2 separate regions of the Anas platyrhynchos genome follow, and region 1 is linked to region 2. Evidence: chromatin contacts called from public Hi-C data. All regions are on one chromosome and are shown on one strand. Each heading gives the region's core, a stretch centred on a gene start, on an enhancer-like site or on the middle of the called end of the contact. The rest is flanking DNA. Distances are from core to core; before and after follow the strand shown. Region 1 holds the start of NASP (nuclear autoantigenic sperm protein). Region 2 overlaps TESK2 (testis associated actin remodelling kinase 2).

Region 1 (6,814 bases), core at 525-3,024, 140 kb after region 2:
TGAAATCTTTATTACCATGATGGGGGGGGGGGGGAAAGGGGAAGGCATGAAAGCATTTTCAGACTAAACAACTACCCAGTTATCACCTTCAATATTTTCATTAATCTTTTATACAGGGAATTAAGTGAAATGTGCTACGGTTGCACTGTGTCTATAAAGTGTTCATTAAAACCCAAGTTATCATCCATGCTGAGTGCTTTTTATCCCCTTTGGAATACTCATGGGACTTAAACTCTCTCCTCTTTATTTTCTTTTTCTTTTAATTTCTGTTGATTTGAGGGGAATAAATGTGTAACCTGAAGCAGGCCTTCAGGGCAATCATTCCTGTTGCTTGTCACATGGATAGGTTCTAGCTCTGGAATATCTCTGATTATCCTCTCATAAAAGCCTGAATAACTTTTTAGCAAGTCCTTTAGAAATCCATCCTGCCTTTCCCATAAATTTCTCCAATGTGTCTTTACCAAAGATGTCCGGTTCAAGTTCTGGAACATCACAGATTTTGTTCTTGATAATACAATAAAAGAAAAACAAAACAAAACAAAGTGTCAGAGGGCCCCTTCCCTTTTAATGTCTCTTCTTGTTGACTGCTGTCTGGGCTGGCATATGGGAGAGCTGGTCCTGCTTCCCTTCCCACTGCTGACCTGCTGCTAACGCTGGACAAGGAATTTGCGTTTTCTGTGCCTCAACTTTCCTACTGGCCAAGTCTCTGTGTTACTCTGTGGCAGGACTAATTTACAGAGTGCTGATACACTATTGTGCAGGGCTGGAGCTCTACCACCAGCAGTTTTTATTTTGTTTCAGTCCTGTAATGAATTGTTACGCCATCAGAGCACCAAGAGCACGAAGTCTTAGTACATACCGGTGCTCCAACAGCGATACCATCTGTGGCCTTAGCAGCGTTATTTAATACTTTGTTTTGGGTTTCTCTACCTGTAAAATAGGGTGGATGCTCGCCTGCCTTGGTGCAGGCATGGCAGCAAGGGAAGGGTTTGTAAAGGGCTCTCAGAATTAAAACAAAGGGACTCTTTCAGATCTGCTGCCACTTGGAGATGGTTGCGGGCATGACTTCTGTTTTGCTGCTGGACAAAGAAAGCTTAATTGACCGTAAGTGAAATAAAGAGCAATTATTTGTTACGTTTCCCATAGCACTAACAAACAGAAGAATAATCCTCTGTATTCAGATAGCTCAAAAATGAAAGAATGAGATCGTTTTAGTTTGGATAACCTCTTTTACTCTAGGTCTGTGTTACAACCGTGTATCCACCTCAAGTGTAATGTCTCTGCAAGTGTTTTCTCTCCTGGGCCTTATGCTGTGCAGCCAGATGGAACAAGTTTGTTTATTGCTTGCTGTGATCTTTATGTGAAATGTGAAAAGTTTCTGTGCCTGCTGTTTCCTAACCCTGCTGGGTTCTGCTCAGCCCAGAAAGCCGTTACAGCAGGGTCAGGCCTCTACCCGACGGGCCATTTTCGCCCTGAGGGGAGCGCAGTCCGTGCTGTGCTTTCCCTGAGGTGATTTTATTCCTGAGGTAATTTCACTCGCAAGATGTCCGCCCCGCGGCCCGGACTACAATTCCCAGCACGCCCCGCGGCAGCCGGAACCCCGTTCCCTTCGCTCCTCCCCGCCTCGCTCCGCACTACACTTCCCAGCGGGCAGCGCGGCGCAGCGGCGGCAGCCGCCTCTCGGGACTACATTTCCCAGCGAGCCTCGCGCGCCGGCGCCCTGAGTGCCGGGCGGAGGGTGGGCGCGCGGCATGCTGGGAGCTGTAGTCCGGAGGCTGCGTGCGCGCGCCGCGAGGCGGGCCGGGGCGTGTCCTGGGAGGTATATAGGCGGCCGGAGGGGTAGGGGTCTGCACTCTGCCGCCGCCGCCCCTGTCTCCAGCAGCTTCTATGCAATCCTCGGCCGTCGCCGCCGCCCCTTGCGTCGAGCCCGCGTCGGCCTCCCCGACTAGGTAGGGCCGGCCCCGGGCCCGCTGCGCGCGTGCGGTGCGCCGGGAGGAGGGGGGGGGGGGCGGCGGGGGTGAGGGGGGCCGCTTCCCGTGCGCCTCACAGAGCAACGGGGGGGCTGGGGGCGGCGGGCGAGCTTCCTTGAGGCGGGGGGGGGGGGTGAGCGTGTGGCTTAGGGGGTGCTGGCTGGGCCCGGTGCCCCCTCACCTCCCCCTGTGTGCCCCCCCCCCCCCCCCCCGCGGGCGGTGGTACGTGCCGGCCCGCTCCGCCGCGGCCAGCTGGGCCCGCTCGGCTCGCGCCGAGGCACCACGTGACCCGCGCGCGGCCGCGGCCATCTTTGTTGGGGGCAGCCGACGCCGCTGAGCCTGCCCGGAGAGGGTCGGGGAAGGGGGGGGGGAGCGGTCACGTGGCGCGGGGCCGGCAGCCCGTGAGGAGCCGCCGGCGGGGTTTGGCGCCAAGGGCGGGGGCGGGGCGGCGGTGAGGCGGGAAGGGGCCATTGTCTGTGAGGGGACGGGCAGCGGCCCTGCTCTGGCGGCAATAAACAAATAAACAGCGATCAGAGCATGGTTTAGCGCAAATAAATGAGTGAGCAGCCCCCAGACTTGGGTTTAACGCGGATAAACAACTCTCGGTCTTTGATTTAGCACAAATAAACGGGTAAACAGCCCTCAGCCTTTGACTTAACACACGTAAATATGTAAACAACCCTCAGTCTGGGACTTAATGCATATAAATGAGTAAATAACGCTCAGTCTTCGACTTCATGCATATAAATACATCAGTAAATAACCCTCAATCTTCGACTTAACGCATGCAAATAACCCTCAGTCTCTGACCTAACACACGTAAATAAATAACCCTCATTCTCTTATCTAAATAAATAACACACACAAATAAATAACCCTCGCTCTCTGACTTAACGCTTAAATAAATCGATAACTAACCCCCACACCTTGTCGCTCTCCCCAAAACGCTGAGGGGTGGCGGCGGTGTCTGGGCACCGCTATGGCCCCCGGCCTCACACCTCAGCCCCGCTGTGGCGATGCTGACGCCCCGCTCCTCCTGTCCCTTGCAGGATGGAAGAGGAACTGGCCGCCCCCTCCACCTCCGCCGACAAAGCAGACGGGTGAGTGAGGCTAAGGATGCTGCTGGCACCTTGAGAGGGAGGTCGTGGGTGTGTGGCTGTCCTTGTCCTGCTGCCCTGTGGGCATCTCCTCACGTCCCGCCGTGAGGTACAGGTGCCCTCTGCAGCACCCTGCTTGAGGGGTGCTGAGCCAAAACCAAGGTTCGCATCCATCTGTCTCCTCAGGTGCATCGTCAGAAGCCATAACCTGCACTTATTCTTCTCTTCTTGCAGCCGGCAAAGCCCTGTGCAGCACTGTTACACTGCTGTGCAGCCCCCTGGTATTGAGCCTCCTTTGCCATGCCTGTGTCTGACAGCCACTTCTTCCAGTATTTATTAGAATTAACCTATTTGTCCTTAACCATCAAAACCAGAAGGTGGTCCAGACTTCAAAATAAAATTACGGTGCTGCCAGTCACGTTAATGTCTGCAGCTCACTTAAACTGAGCTGCCTAGGTCTTGAGAGCTGGGTATGAATCCGACGTGTACTTTTCTCATTACTATGGAAACTAACAATCCTGCATCTGATTTTCTCCTAGTATGGATGTGGATGGAGAATCCAAGAAACTATTGGGTTTAGGACAGAAACACTTGGTAATGGGAAATATTCCAGCTGCTGTTAATGCGTTCCAGGAAGCTGCAAGCTTGCTGTAAGTAGTAAAATGTTTTGTGTGTTTTTGTAAGGGCTGGCTTTCAGGTTGACTACACTGACGTGGTTCATACGAGATTTAGGTTTTTACATTATGTATGTTGCTATATTTATAACACAACTGAGGAGAGTGCTTAGGTGTAGGACAATACTGTAGTTGCCGTGTAACTGGGACAGCTTTTATAATGATAATAATTGATAATGCAGTTCTCTAGGAAGGAAAAAGGATTTGATATTTTATTTTGCCTTACATAGTTCTGACGTAGCCTGTTAATGTGAAAATAAAGGAGTCGTGTAACTTGCCCGTTCTTTGCTAGTCTTGATCAGTCCCTGAGGGTGATAAGTCTTGCGTTTTTAGATTAACTTGCTTTGCTGGATGCTTCTGAGATACAGCTCTAAATAAGTGAGAGGGGCATCCATCCAATGTTCAAAAATGGAAGATGAGCTTAGGAAACTGATTCTTCTTGTCCAGGAATTCTTAGCTTTAAAGTTCAGTATCAAAACCTCCAAAAACCAGCAGAGGCAAATAATGCTTCATTACTTTTGTAGGGGTAAAAAATATGGTGAGACAGCGGATGAGTGTGCAGAAGCTTTTTTTTATTATGGAAAATCTCTCCTGGAGTTGGCAAGGTATGCTACCAGTTGCTCACGTACGGTGCCTGTCCTTAAATGTATGGTACACTTCCTTCAGGTGGTTTATAGCTGAACAGTAATGGGTGTGCATCTTTTCCGAAGAAATAGGAGTGACTGTCTTAAGAGGCTGTAAAACTCAATTTTGAGAGTGAAAAATGGTATCAGAAATAAAGCTTCTGGCAGAAAAACATTTCAAAGTAATATAGGTACTATGTGCTGTGGCTTGTTTGCTGTTATTTAAGCAATGCTTTGTAGTAGCTGCGTTTTTTTAGGAACCATTTGACAAATATCCATACTTCTCTGGAGGGAAATGTTATTTATGATGTTAGTAGGCTTATCTTCTAAGCACCTGTTACTGTCATGGAAGCATGCAGCGTGTCAGGCATCCAGAGCAGGAGTCTGGCTGGGGTAAAAGCTTTGTCCTCGTATAGGCAGGGTTGTGCTAGAGCCTCATGTGCAGAGTTATGCTGGGTGGAACGGGCCATGGTGTTGTAGCTTCCACAGTTAAAGAGGAGTAATAACAGGAGCCAAGGGATAACAACCTCTTATTCCCTTTAGAATGGAAAACGGTGTATTGGGAAATGCCTTAGAAGGGGTGCAGGTTGAAGAGGAAGGAGAGAAAGCTGAAGATGATTCCGCCTTACCGGCTGCTGATGGTATGTAAAGCTGTTGGTCGTGCCGTGGAGGTACCGAGCTGCATTTTCTTGTCTAAATGGTCCACGTGCTGAGTATTGGCATCCCAGGTAGTCAGAAGCATTTTGTTCAAACTCCTAGCAGCCAGAACGGACTTTTGTTCTTCTAATCTTGCTTAAAGATTGAACAAAACCTCCCAAACCTCTACGAGGAACTGACTGCATAAGCGTGTGTGAAGGGTCACCAGATGTCTGTGTCCTGAAGCACTGCGCTCAGGCTTCCTTGAGCTTCACAGTCAACTTGAACTGCTTCGTAACCTTGTGGCAGTACAGTGTCTGTAGCAGGACAGCTCAGTCTGTAAATGAACTCCAAGGATGGTAACTATGTTTTCCTACCTGCAGCTGGAGGTAATGCAGGGATTCTGTCGATCCAGACTCTTAAAGCACTGGCATCTCTTGCTTAGCTGTGACTAAAAATGCTAGCGCGCAAAACTGCACACTGCTTGAGCGGCCGCTTGCAATAATTCAGTCTGGGGAAGGGGAAGGGGTTTGCTTAGTCCGACTTTGTTGGTTGCATCCTAATAGCTTGTGTTGTGAAAAGGAAGTTTTTAGGAGCGTCATTTAACTCGATGACAAACCAACACGCTGGCTGAGGGTCTGAGGGTGGTGTTGTCAGTGCCCGTTAATGTCTGTCACTAAACTCGGAGAAATGTTTATGCTTCCTCAATCATGTAGAAGAAGCAAGGGAGGAGTTGAGAGAACAGGTATATAACGCCATGGGGGAAAAAGAAGAGGCCAAGAAGTCTACAGAAGGAGCTCCAGTACTAGCTGAGAAGGAAGTCAAAACGGAGGATGTGGAAATGGAAGACGGAACGGAAGAAAAGCCAAGGGAAGAAGCGACTGACATGGACATAAAGGTAGAAGAGACTAAAGAGAAGACAGAGGCTTCTGCGGAAAAAGAATTAACTTCAGAAGAACAAAGGCAGCAGATGGCTGTGGAAAAGACAACTACAAAAGAGGAGGCAGCTGTGGAAGAGAAAGCAGTGGAAAAAGAGCAGAACACAACGCATGAAGAGGTAGCAGAGGCAACGGAGGAGAAGGACAGAACGACAGAAGTGTCGGACAAGGAGCCAAAGGCAGCTGTGGAAGAGGCTAAGTCTACAGAAGCACCTGTGGAAGAGAAGGGAGAGGCAGGAGAGCAGATGACAGAAGCAACAGAAAAAGAGGCAGCCGTCAAAAAGGGAGAGGCTATAGAAGGGCAGGCAGAGGCAGCTGTGGAAGAGAATGCGTTGTCACAAGAAGTGACAGCAGAAGGGCAGGCAGCCGTCACTGTGGAGCAGAAAGAAGCTGCAGAAGGGCAGGCAGAGGCAGCTGAGCAGAAGAAGGTGGAGGAGAAAGAGCCAGCTACAGAAGAGAAACCAGCTGAACCTAAAGAGACAGAGTCCTCAAAGGAACCGGTGCCCGCAGAGGGCAAGGAACCATCTAATGACGTGGAAGAAAAGGCTGAAGTAGCAGCTAAGGTAGAGAAAGAGGAAAAGAAAGATGACCTGATGGAAGAGGGTGAAGGTGCTAAGGTAGAGAAAGAAGAGAAAGATGACCAGATGGAAGAGGGAGAAGGTAACAGTGAGGAGAAAAGTACTTGTGGGTGGCTGACTTGATGGATTTGGCTAACACTGGGTAAAGTGTTCCATTCAGAATTTTCTGTTTGCCTTAGAATAAGGAAAAGGCACTGTAAAGGGGCTCCTGGGGACTTTATATCCAAGTAACTGGTTTCGGTAAAGTTTCAAGGAACAGTGAATAGTCTTGGTTTTCTCTAGACTAACGCTTAACTAA
Region 2 (7,160 bases), core at 2,206-4,705:
GAACAGAACTGGTACGATTGGCAATGCTAGGACACCTAGCAACACAGGGTAAAGGGCTACAAATTCTACATACAGTGATAAAACAAAATCAAACCTGTTTTGAACTTAAGGACCGCAATTTCCTGGCATAGGAAAACATCTTTCTGCTTTCCCTATTTCACTGAAAGGGTAGGGCAGGGTAAAACACCAAAGCATATCCTCTGTAGTCTGACAAAATCAATTTGAAAAAATGAGAGGGCTGTTGCATGCTGCAGGAAGTAAGAACAGGTCTCTGCCTATTTTAGCTTGTGCTAGGAAAGATCCAGGACAACAGCAGCAATGAAAAAGTGACTCAGAGCAACATTTGCCTCTTCCATCCTGATCACTCAGTTCCTGCTCAAGTGGAATAGAAGGTTCTTCCTCAAAGCTGTAGTTCCCCACCGCTTAGCTCATGCTCATAAGCCTTCTGCATGATCATACATGATTACATTTAGAAGCATTCATGCAAGAGGGCTTATAATTTGCTGGGGGAGCTGTAGATTTCAGACTTCCTTACATGTACTCATTTTTAAAAACGCTTTCTAACAGCAAACTAAAGAATTTTTAATCCACTACTCACACACATCTGTTTTTACTCGTTTTCTTAGGCTGCCCTAAACACATTTCCTGGCTGTAGAAAACTCCAGGGCTTTGCATATTAGTTCAGCTAATCAGCTGAGCTATACAGTTCACAGTGATTGTCAAGCCATTAAATGATAAAAAGCTATATAAAAATTAGCACACAGATCACCTATTACAGGAGTATAGCATGCTTAGGGAGACATAAGGCAGCCTTATCTATTTGCTGCCTTTTCATTCCACTAGGCAAGCGGTAAGGGAATTGCAATATGCTCCGCAGTGGAATCAGCATACTAATGGCTTGATCACAAGACAGTCATTTCCAGTTCCAGTTCAGGGAACGAACGTTTATTATGCAGGAGACAGCATTTGATGATAATCAGTAGGAGAAAATCCCTTTTCTCCGAACACAACAAATTCTTACATGAGAATATGAGACCAGTCACTTCCCCTTTCCTCCTGAGTACAGTTCTACTCCGAATTTGTGCTGAAAAATTGCTTTGAATCAAGCACCACGTGTTGGATGCTGTATGATTTCTGGGGACTACAGCTGGGAGCTGAGGTTTCCACAGTCAAAGCCTAATTCCACCCAAACCCTATAGTGCTCACATAGTCAAAACACTTCAGAAACATGAGTCAAGCATACTGCTGTCCTACTGAAGTAAGCTCCACCGTACTAAGGTGAAATTAGAGGAGCAAAATAACTCGTCCAGACTAAGTTGCACAAACATGTCTAGCATTAATTTATGCTAGACACATATGCTCACCCATATTCTCACCTGAATGCCATTCTCCCTTCAAGTATGTGCACTTGTACTAATACACTGTAAAGAGAGAGCATGGGGCAACGACAACTCTTGGAAGAATGGAGAGATGAGACTGCTTCTTTCAGCAGCAGTGCTGACATGAAAACAAAGCCTGAAAATCAGTAACAGACAGGAATACAAAGCCTGTTCTGAGAGTTTTCTTACAAATGCTCACTAGGACATGGTGCTTTTGCTAATTACAGGCTTGGTTGTGGTGTCCTGAGCAGAGCTTTGTGCAGCAAGCATTCTAGAAGGTCTCTCAGTTTCAGGTGAGCAGTGACATTCCTAGCTTCATCCAAGTTTCTGGAAGCTCAGGTTCTCTTACTTCAGATTAAGCAGTTTACCAAAGGAATTAGTAACCTCTCTAATAAGATAATTCACAAAAGGGATCCACTTCCTTGATATTTTCATGCTGATGAGCCATTAAGGTATCCAGCATTATCATCCTTTTACTCAAATAACAAGAAGAAATTTACTCCATACTGCACACTGCCTATGGCCTTACTGTTATTAAGTCACCTGTGTTCTTGGGTTCAAGTTATATTTCTTTTTTGTTGTTTTGTTGTTTGGTTGTGTGTGTTTTGTGTTTGTTTTTTTTTTTTTTTTTAAATACAATCTTGGGATTTACAGGGTTATTCCTCTTTACAAAAGGCAGCATATAGAAACTTCAGAGTAGTTTAGGGCCTGCTCTTTATTTGCCTGTCCCCATTTTGTCCCCTCTGTTTATGAGAACAACTCAGAATTCTTTCTTCACAGCTCAGTAGGTCTGTACACAATAACAGCTGGATTTTGTCAGCCCGAGGGCCAGCCAGTGTCAATAACATACAACTGGTTATGATCAGCCTGAGCAGCCTGCAAGAAGCTGTTCAGTGTGCCAGACCTGTTTGTTTGGCATGACAGAACACGGAACAACAAAAGCAGAAGTCAGACTCTTTTGCAAGGAGAAAGGAAGGGATACAAAAAAAATGCAAGGGACTCTGGGTTCTTAGAATGTGCACAGCTTAGGTCTCCTCCGTACACACTTTAAGCTCTATCTTCAAAATCCAGAGGGATTTAACTCCAATTTTGGCCTGTCGCCTTCAGGTAAGGTACTCACGTTACAGCAGTTGAAGGCCAGCTGGAGGAAGTCAGGGGGACAGTCTCCCACCATGTGCTGGAAGGCATCATAATCTAATCCAAAATTCTGTACAAACAAAAAAAAACACCATAGAGAGCAGAGATGTGAGACTTCCTACTGGCCCAAAATATGTTTTTTGAGGGTGTCCCTACATGGAATAACCATGAACACTACCCCTGAGCAGCCACATACAGTGGGTTTTGAGAAAACTTCATGCACACTCCAAACTGCATCACTCCCATTGGGATTTATTTGATACAAGATACCTGTAAGAGAATGAGCTGACTTCAAAGCCCATTCTTCTTCCTGGATTCAACTGCAATTCATTGCACTTGAAGTGTTGCCCATGTGGATCTGGAAGCAATATCCTACACTATCAAGTTTCACCTTGATTTTCATAGTGTAAATTAACAGCCTGCTGTAAAACCAGAGGCTTCACTATGATGAAAATTCACCAATTAAAGTAGTTAATTTTTCAGTACATGGTACTACTAGGCTGGTGTTACAAATTACCCAGTTCCTTAAATGCATTTCTATAAGAAGATCTGAAGGAAAGAAAAACAAAAGGATCTCTTACTTATTGTGGTTCAATACAAGCATTTTCAGAACTGGAGATGGACAGGCAATTTGGAAGACCCCTATGGAGGGCCAAAAGCTGCCTTGCAGATGGGACGCAGCCAAAAGGCAACTGAAGAAAGATGTGGCATCTCCTCTGATTAGTCAATTTTAGCTCAGATTAACAATGCTTAGTACTGTGTATGTAAAAATAAGGGTGAGCTTATTTTAGCTCCTGCCCCTTTCACAAGGCAGGGCTACTTAGAGGATGCAGTACATCAGCAGTGCTCTGTTCTGAATCCAGCAAGAATCTGCATGAGCTATCACACTACAAAAGGAAAGTCCTGCAACACCCTCAATGTTCTAACAGTTCAGGACAGGTCTAGAGCTTCTGAAAGGATTTCTGATGACTGCTGCTGCACGAAGTCTGTGTCAAAACATCTTTGAGGGAGCTTCTTACAACAGCATGGAATACAAAGGCCTGTTACAGGCTCTTTTTAGTGTAAGAACTATTCATCCTATCTTTGGCAGCAGTGCCAGAAGACCTAAAGGCCAGCCATTATCATGGCATATTTACCACCTCCCACCAACACGATGAACGTAACCACTTACCTCTGTGCGAGGGAGATAGTCTGGATCTGCCTGTATTCTTGCTATAATCTCACACAGAATTATACCATAGGAGAACACATCCGCCTAGGAGGAAAAAATAAATAGCTACATGGTTCAGCTATGAATACACTATTCTTATCTGCTACTGCGTTCCTCCTTACCCCCAACTGGTTATCGAGAACAACTAAACCAACACCACAGCCTTACAACTGCACTATAACTAATATTTTCCATGTGAAGAAACATATGCTTACAGTAAAACCCCGCTGCAGCACAAATAGCAATGATGATTTTAAAACTCTTTCAAAAAAAAAAAAAAAGCTACTATTAAATCAGCAACATAAAAATCTTTCCTTGCATAAAGAATGGTAAAGTTGCATTTGATGTCTTACAGATGGGAGTAATTAAAAACACAGCCAAAATATGACATGCCTATGTATCACTGTGGTTAGAAAGAGGGGTTTAAAATTCACATGCACACAGTTTATCCAGAATATTAATGCTGCTCTTCAGAGAAAATGTACTTTTTTTCCCCCTTTTCTCACAGTTCAGCACCTCTGGAGAAAAGAATCTCCCAAAGCTTGAGACACCTACTAACATTGTATACCCGCCTCCTTTTCCATTGAAATTTCCATGCTGCTTAGTAATCACTTATCTGAGTATCCCTGGAGCTGCACAGTTCCTCAGATTTCCACCCACCTGAATTTACCAAGTAATACAATTTGGGAAAGCATACAATAAAGGTCTACAGAACAGAAACTGGCATCCCTCAGCCTTCTGGTACAAGGCAGGCTTATATGCTACCTTTCACACTGATAGAGACCTGCTTCCTCCTTAGTCTCCCATGCCCTAGGGTCAGTGAAGAACGTGGCACCATATCTGGGTACTTTATTATTAATTTAGGTCAACGGGAACTCTCAAAGCTTTGAAATAGTAATGACCACATTTATCACTGCGGTTGCTACTGCCTTCCTCTTCGTTTCAAGTACCAACAATTAAACAGATATTGACTACTAGCTAAAAAAAGGTACAGGATGTGGGCTTTAACATGAAAAGTTGCTCTTGCAGGGCTGAACTACACTGTGTTTTAGAGAACATCTTTGCACATGACAGAGGAAACCCTGTGTAAAGAACAACTTGATAGAAAAATACTATTTCTAGAGCCTAGTGTGATCTGATGCTCCACTAAAAGAAACATTTTCCAGTGCCACCAATAGAAAAAAAAATGTAAGAAATACCTTTGGAGAACATTTTTTTTTATCCAGGCACATCACCTTTGAGTACTGTTGATTATTATTATTTTTTTTAATTAAAGTAATTGTACAAATTTACAGACCTCTTATTTTTACCAAGAGGTCACTAACCCATTGTCAGGAAAGTAACCTGCACCAAGTATCACCAGACATTTCTCACAAGACCTGGTTAAATCAAGCTGTGTTAGGTAGACAAGTCATTATCACATTTCTGCACATGGGGTGTTTCAGAATGGAAACAGCCTAACAGTGAATTATGCTAAAGGTACTTCTATTTCTGCTTAAGAAACTATTCCATGAATTACAATTATTAGCTGTTTGACTCACACTCTCCCTCAGTCTGAATGACCTACCTAGTATAGGAATGTGACAAATGAAAAAATAACAATAATATTATGGAAATCTTAAGTCTTGTATACAGATACTGAAAAGAAACAAGTGACAACTGAAGTCTATTTACACGTACCAACCTTTTCATTGTAAGGTTCATCTCTGAGAACTTCTGGTGCCATCCAGAAGGGTGACCCCACCACTGGTAACTTTTCACTATGTGTAGACGTAGACATTGGAGGGTGAGCAGCAGGAGGAGAGAAAAGAATAATCATTAATGAACTGGTCTGATTCATACATTGCTATAAACTTCCTGTAACTGCAAGCATCTGTAGAAACTTCCACCATAGGGAAGTCTATACAGGTGGGATCCGAAATACACTGCATTTTACTCTAATTTCCTCCAGTAGTTACTGGAACATTTAATAGCAAGAGAAGAAGGTGAAAGAGAAAGCAAGCCTAGGTCAATTGCCCAACATATTGTATTTCCAGTACCTAAGTGCCTGAGCTTCCCCCCCCCCAGTTGTTTTTATCTTCAGGTCACATATTTCAATAGTTTTGTTTTCCAAACTCTTGGCAGAGTGGATTCTTTCATCTATGTTTAAAAAGGCTTGTGGAGATCAGTTTCTGGCCAGATGTCAAATTCTCTATTAATTCAGCAGGACATGCAATTATCCCTACATGTATACCTATAGGCAGCTCCCAAAGTATTCAGCACAGCCTGCTTGCATATTTTGTCAAACAAAAAAAAAGTCAAGACTGACCAGATACATCTTTTAGTAGGGAGAAGTTAAAAGTACATAGAATAGAGCTGATTTGACATCTCTGCAATGTTTCTAATATGGTTGAAGACTACGGTCTTAAAAAAGGCATCAAGCTTGTCCCCCAGCTGTCCTTGAACGAACACCTACAAAGAAAAGGCCTCTGAAGGCCTCTAAAACCATGGGTTGCTAGCCAGAAAACTGGAAAAAATATAACTGCATTTGAAAATGATGGTAAGGCTAGATCAGACTGAAAGTGTGGCTGCTGCAACACTTTCATTATCTTATTTATTTAGTATCAAGGTATTTGATTTAGCTATTACTATACTCAGTTTTCAAGACATCTTAAAATTGGGTATTAAAACCACACTGATGTCTTCCTGATTCTGACGGCTTCCTATTGATACAGTTGAAGCTTTCAGTAGAACCTTAAAAGGTAGAGATTCCACAGGAGCGTACAAGATACACATTGACTACGCTTATCAGCAGTTTGGAATTAGATGTTCGCTTTGTTAAACTTTCAGATCAATATTTCACCAACATTAAAACAAGCCTTCAGACCTCCCAAGCTATAGGTTTAGGATACACGCAGTTTAAAAACAGTGCATAGCTGGGATCAGCTTTTATTGTTTACTCTGCAGTTAGAAGAGCTGGAAGGCTTTTATTTATCTTACACTGAAGCACACACTGGAGAATATTTGACTGCACATTTAACAGTCAGACTACTCTGAAAGACATGTCAATATACAGATGAGAGGACAATTAAATCCTTGTCCTTGACCTCCCTAACAGAGGGAGGACAAGAGGACTATTGCAAATCATGACAATAGCTTGTGACAGTCACCTCACCTGTGCACTCCTCAAATGAGTTAAGTTCATAGTTGCATCCCATGGAGATGAAAATGCTGAGCTACTGTTAAACAGTATTAATTTTTATCTCTCTTCTTTATCAACCTGAATCTTAACTAACACAGTAGTTAAATAGAAAACTAATAGAATGCCACTGAATGTTGTTTAGAAAAATGGAAAGGAGCTAGAGTTGTTTGGGATCAGTAGAGGACATTTATTATAAAAATCATCCCAAACCAGATTATTTTTTTTTTAAACAACAAAACTCCCTAATACTTGC

What was found. Hi-C and Micro-C count contacts between places; a contact is called where the count stands out from the background.
Region 1: a Hi-C map of skeletal muscle shows a contact between it and region 2, with 2.2 times the contacts expected there. The contact joins the promoter of NASP here to the enhancer-like site in region 2. A contact is called at or near these places in 4 of 8 Hi-C or Micro-C datasets (liver, skeletal muscle and subcutaneous adipose tissue).

The regions. Positions count from the first base shown.
Region 1 is chr8:29,892,307-29,899,120 of IASCAAS_PekinDuck_T2T, forward strand. NASP (nuclear autoantigenic sperm protein) reads left to right here and starts at 1,775. Exons shown (of 14, transcript XM_027463196.3): 1 at 1,775-1,949; 2 at 3,020-3,070; 3 at 3,607-3,717; 4 at 4,266-4,346; 5 at 4,908-5,005; 6 at 5,717-6,598. The coding sequence starts at 1,888. It overlaps AKR1A1 (aldo-keto reductase family 1 member A1), which reads left to right. Exons shown (of 11, transcript XM_027463205.3): 11 at 1-185.
Region 2 is chr8:29,748,621-29,755,780 of IASCAAS_PekinDuck_T2T, forward strand. TESK2 (testis associated actin remodelling kinase 2) reads right to left here. Exons shown (of 10, transcript XM_072041727.1): 6 at 5,411-5,486; 7 at 3,688-3,771; 8 at 2,500-2,586. Among named protein-coding and RNA genes, the nearest start is that of TOE1, 18 kb to the left of the region's middle. Within about 2 kb of position 3,456, at least 1 of the 8 cell types and tissues checked has an H3K27ac peak or open chromatin away from gene starts, as enhancers often do.